Linked DNA regions of Mus musculus: region 1 is linked to region 2. Evidence: chromatin contacts called from public targeted proximity ligation data. All regions are on one chromosome and are shown on one strand. The core of a region is the stretch at or near the end of the contact, and the rest is flanking DNA. Distances in the headings are between cores, read along the strand shown.

Region 1 (2,977 bases), core at 365-2,864, 280 kb after region 2:
GAGGAAAATATGTAATAAAAATTAATTAATTAATTAATTTAAAAAAATCAATTCCCAACAACCACATGAAGGCTCCCAACCATCTGTACAGCTACAGTGTGCCATATACATAAAAATAAATAAATTTTAAAAATGAAAACAAATGATAATGCTGGCAAGAACAAGAAGGGGAGAGGATCCATTATTCACTGCTGGGAGGAGGGCAGAGCAGTCCAGCCATCATGCAGTTCAGCCTAGAGGCTCTTCAAGAGCCTAAAACAGAAAAACCCTACAACCCTTTGGCATGGTAGAGCTGGCTCATCTGATGTTTCTGTTCTTATGTCTTTCCAAACAGATCCTTGCACATCACTATTGTGCTAATTGCAACAGTGAGGGAAAAGAATTAGCCTGGGTGTCCAAGACACCTTAGTGAGTTCATGAAAACCTGGTGCATGTATGCAGTGGAGTTTAATTCAGCAATAAAGAAAAATGAAGTTGGAAACATTTGCCGGAAATGGATGAATCTGGAATTACGTGACACGAAGGATTCGTATCTTGGGGAAATCGATACAGCACGTTCTCTCTTCATGTAAACTGTACCTTACATGCTTATTAAGATGAGCATTAAGTCCTAAAGCCAGAATGAGAACTACAAGAAGGGAAAAAGAGGTCTGGGGTAGTTGTGGTGGGGAGACAAATGGAAAAGATGAAACACAGGGGAGTTGAGGAGGGCACCTCACGAGGGAAACAGATCAGTGCCTTGCTCAGCCATCATCGGAGATGCTTCCGCTGCAGCAGATGGGAACAAACACAGAGACCCACAGCCAGACAACATGCAGAGAGTGAGAGATCTTGGAACTCTCAGCCCTAAATCGGACTGCTTCCATCAAAGCTCCCTTCCCTTATGGCGCAGAGAACCTTACAGAAGAGGCAGGCAAGGGTGTAAGAACCAGAGGGTAGGAAGGACACCAAAGTATGAAGGTTTGTTATGGTAGATGCACACATGAACTTAGGCAGCACGCACAGGGCTTGCACGGGTCTGTACCAGATGAGGCCCTATTGCTCAGAGGGGAAGTGAACATCCCCCATCCCTAAGCCAAAAGCTATCTCCAACTGTGGACCACTTGCAAATGAAAATTTAATTTCCTCCAAGGGAGTCTCACTGGGGAAACAAACTAATTTTTTTTAAAGATTTATTTATTTTATTTTATTATATGTGAGTACACTGTAGCTGTCTTCAGATGCACCAGGAGAGGGCGTCAGATCTCATTATGGGTGGTTGTGAGCCACCATGTGGTTGCTGGGATTTGAACTCAGGACCTTCGGAAGAGCAGTTGGTGCTCTTAACCACTGAGCCATCTCTCCAGCCCAACAAACTACTCTTAAGGGTAGGTATAGGCTTAGATTTTTAAAAAACCTACTTTTAGTAAGCGTTCTCAAATGCTTCACACACACACACACACCATCCAAAGGTAGGAGAGAAAAGATAATAAATGGAACAAGGCCATGTGGACCTGCTTAGATGCAATTCTTTGGAGGGATTCCAATACCAGCAGTCCAGTCCAGTAGTGTCAGGATACCAAACATGAATCAGCAGTGGTGTATAATCTAGCAGAAACAGCCAGACCTCCATGCAATTGGCATGAGTCACAGATAGCAACCAGGACCTGACGAGACGCCAGGAGACGTTCTCTACTGTGCCTCTCTCAACACAGTGAAGATCAGTGAAGACAGAGACACAAGATCAATGAAGCATTGCAAGGCTACCTATGCAAGTGCCCCATCATTGTCCGTTGAGTCCTATTTATACTCTCCAAAATCACGTGCCCTCCCATGGGTTTTCCTCAGCAAGATCCCTTGTGAGGTTGCATCACATGATACAACCAGAATCTTCCACCTCAGGTGGCTCCACGCCCAGCAGTAGATGGCCAACAGAAAAATGAACTCAAGGGTGTCTTTGGAGGCTCCTTGTCTTACAATGTAAACATCTTGTCAGGCTTTTCCTTTTCTAAAAAAAGACTAATCTTATTATTTTTATTTTATTTATATTTATTTATGCATATTTTCTTTCCTCTTTTTTTTCCCCTTTTCCCTTTGTGTATTTTTTATGGCTTCCACTTAATGTTTTTACGGGATTTCAGAGTGTGCCAATAAGTGGATCTCTGCATCTATGTCTGTTTCTTATGCCTTCTGTTGGGCACTTTTTCTTCTATTTGTTTATCTTGTCTGATTCCACTGTGTTAGCTTCTGTTTTATCTAATTATATTATTATCCTTTTAAAAAAAAAGATTTATTTATTGTTATATGTAAGTACACTGTAGCTGTCTTCAGACACTCCAGAAGAAGGAGTCAGATCTCATTACAGATGGTTGTAAGCCACCATGTGGTTGCTGGGATTTGAACTCAGGACCTTCGGAAGAGCAGTCAGTGCTCTTAACCGCTGAGCCATCTCTCCAGCCCTTATTATCCTTTAGAAGCCTATTTGTTTTCTAATGAGAGACAGAAAGGGAGCTGACCTGGATGGGAGGGGAGGTGGGCAGGAACTGGGAGGAGTAGAAGGAAGGGAAACCAAAATCAGCACATATAATGTGAGGGGGGCAGAAACCTGTTTTCAATGAAAGGAAAAGGAGTAAAATCATATTGGATCTGACACACACACACACACCCAGCATAGCTGCAGCCATGTTGCTCCATGCTGCCAGCTATTTCATACTGTTGCTGTAATATGCCTGTCAGTCATTGGCACAGAAAAATAACTTGACTCAGAGCAGGGTCATGCTGACCATACACCCTGTTACGTTCTATACACTACGAGGTCTGCTAATCTTAAGAAATTGCACAGCCATAAACTTTACTCAGGACCCATCAAATTAAAGGTCAATATGAACTGTTATGTCTGAAATGGCTTAAGTCAGGGCTGACCAACAGGCAGCCCTTCTAGCGCCTACATATGAACTCATTGTGGTTTTTGTAGTGTTAGTCTTTCTAAGCTAACCTG
Region 2 (2,890 bases), core at 39-2,538:
CTACTAAATATGTTATCTTTGCCCCTTTATAGTTAATAAGAAATGTGAATTTAAAAAGCTGTATAAGTGTTATTGGCCTTAACCTTCACCTAATAGCTTCAGTACATACCCATTATAGATTATGATTTTTGAATTATTTCCTCAAAGGCTACCAAATAGTCATCTATTTCTTTTACATTTATTAATTTTCCTAAGTCGCCTCTGACATTATATAAAGCCCCTTTTGATTTTTTACAGTCTGATATCGTCATGCTCAAACTGTCTTAAGCATAACCACTGAGGACTGAGAGGACAGCTCAGGGAGAAGAGGAGCAGGTGACAGGCCCGGGGCTCGAACCTCAGCACTGCCAAAGCAAGAAACAAAGCTTCGCAAAATGACACAGCCAGAGGGAGAGCTCCCAAGCATGACAGCCTGGTGTTTTAGAGTGCTCATGGGTGGCCTCTCGTGTCCAGGTAGCTTGAGACATTCCCCATGGTGAAAATGTCACTGCCCACCTTCTTGCACCCTGAGCCAGTGGGTAAAGTCTCCTCTGCGGCTGTCTGGAGCTCCCTGGTTAATGCCTATAGTCTCCATGGTGTATGACTCCTAATATCTGTAAGACTTTTCTTGCCTTTCCAGTGTCTCCCTTAACACAGGGCCTGGCTTGGACATCCCTCACCTCTAGTTCACACGACCATGAACAAGCATTACCTACTACAGATGTGTGGCCAGATAGATATCCTGTCTCTGCTCCCTAGCTACTCTGAAACACTGGGCAGAGCCACCTGCCTCTGAACTTAATGCAGTTCCTCCAGTCACTGTTTTGAGAACTAAATGAGGACAAGACATTGTGGACCACGGGTGGACATCAAAAAAGGATAACACAACTTAGCACCAACCAAAGCCTATATCCCTCTCACCCAAACATCCCACTGCATTACTGGGTAAATGTATTTTTAAAAAACAACTGTCAGTCCATCAAAACCTCCTACTAAAACCTTTCCTGACTTTCTATGGTTTGGAAATCCAAACTCATTAGAAGGGTTCAAGGCCCTTTAAATCTGCCCACAGCCTGCCTGCTACATCTCAGGCCACTGGGACCAGACGACCAGACCCCTGTGTTCCCTCAACCTCAAGTTATTCTAAATTCCCTTGCATGGTCCCCTTATACCAATGTTCTCGCTGCTTCCACTTGGCAGACTCTGACTTGTTCCTCTGAGCCTTGGCTCAGACACACCTCTAGCTGCATGCACGCCCAGCACAGTGGCTGCTTTTCTGTGCTTCCATGGCAACCAGAACCCCCATATCCATACAGGAAGGAATGACTAAGCCAGGGAGTGACCTGTTAGATCACACAGGACCCTTAGCTCTGGAGGCCCAGGGAGTGAGGGGGGGATGGACAGGACACTTACTATGTACATTTGTGACCTTAATATTCCACACTATATCTACCCATGACAGGTTCTCCAGAGATGTTTGCTTGGAAAAATAATCTCTTCTAATCAACTGAAATCATATCAACAATTCTGCATTTTCTTGCAATCTGAGCAAGTGACGACACTTCCTCAGTAAGGAAACTGGAGCTGCCAAGGAGCTATAAAATGATGCAAAGTGCACTTGTCAAATACAACTTTTAACCAAAGTGATAAATGTACAGATAGTAGAGTTGGACTTGTGAGAAAAACAGCCATAAAGGACTATTGTATTGAAATATGAATTTTAAAAATTTCTCTTTAGTACATACTTTCAGTATGTCTGCCATAAAATTTATTTACAATAAAAGTAATTTTTAAAAGACAAATTTTTACTACATTGCTGTCACTGTTGCTCCTAAAAGTGAAAAGAGAGAATAGCAACAGAGAGAAAAGAGAAACAGAAAAAAAGTGAAAACAAAAAAGGAAAATTATACTGACAAGAAATAGGAGTAGAGAGAAGATTGCGCAAAAGCGAGCACGTCCCCATGCCTCATGTGACTTAACTCGGTGACACCAAATTACCTATGCAATGGAATCAGCTCTTTCTGAAGTCCACAGAAGGCTGCCAAGGGCTAATCAGACTACCAAAGCTCCGCATGATTGAACTCTGTGATACCAAATTACTTTTGTATTGGAACCAGCTCTTTCCTCACAAGGTCGCTAAAGGCTCATCAGACGACCAAAGTGTGTCAGTGTGGGAGGCTTGTGAGATATGCCAACTGCCACCTCTGAACAGGTATAACTACAATTGCCATTGCCAAGAAGCAGAGTCTGCTGCCTTGCAAGGATGGACTTGTCCAAGGCAGGGGGTCCATGAGGCCAACATCTAAGGGAAATCAGCAGCAAGACCAGGGGGCTTTGATGCCTGAAATCTCACTCTGAGACAAGGGGAGAGCAGCAGACACACAAACTGTGAAGGTCTTCCCAAAGCTGCCCCACTCAACAAGAAGCATCAGATGGTACCAAACACGAACAAGGTCCCTGTCTGACGGGGACCCGTTGGTTGGCGGTCGGAATAAAATTCAAATGAAATTCTTCTGCCAAATGCCCTGGCTGAGGTGTCATCTCCGTTTTGATATCTAAGGTCAGCACAGAAACCACAATAGAATCAGCGTGTGGCTTAGGTTAAGGCTTAGTAGTCAGCACCAGCTCAACTTGCCCAAAAGTTATCATGGGGCACATCTGGGGAGTGCACATCTGGGGAGTGCACATCTGGGGAGTGCACATCTGGGGAGTGAGCACAACAGGGTGCTTTGTTTTTTCTATGAGTTAAAAAAAAAAAAACAACCCAACCCCCCAACCACAAACCACAAACTGACCTAAAATCAAAGATTATCATCTGTTACTATATTGTTTTTTTGTTTTTTGTTTAAAGTAAATCCTAAGCAGCTGTGATAGGAAGAGGAAGGTGGGGGAGACCCGCATAAGCTCTTGT

The links.
Region 1: a targeted proximity ligation map of pancreatic cancer cells shows a contact between it and region 2. A contact is called at or near these places in 1 of 484 Hi-C or Micro-C datasets (bone marrow-derived macrophages), 2 of 130 datasets of targeted methods (large pre-B cells and pancreatic cancer cells) and 1 of 9 other capture datasets (embryonic stem cells).

The regions. Positions count from the first base shown.
Region 1 is chr19:32,415,292-32,418,268 of GRCm38.p6, forward strand. No RefSeq gene overlaps it. Among named protein-coding and RNA genes, the nearest start is that of 2700046G09Rik, 28 kb to the left of the region's middle.
Region 2 is chr19:32,135,848-32,138,737 of GRCm38.p6, forward strand. The region is part of intron 7 of Sgms1 (sphingomyelin synthase 1); the gene reads right to left. Among named protein-coding and RNA genes, the nearest start is that of Asah2, 34 kb to the left of the region's middle.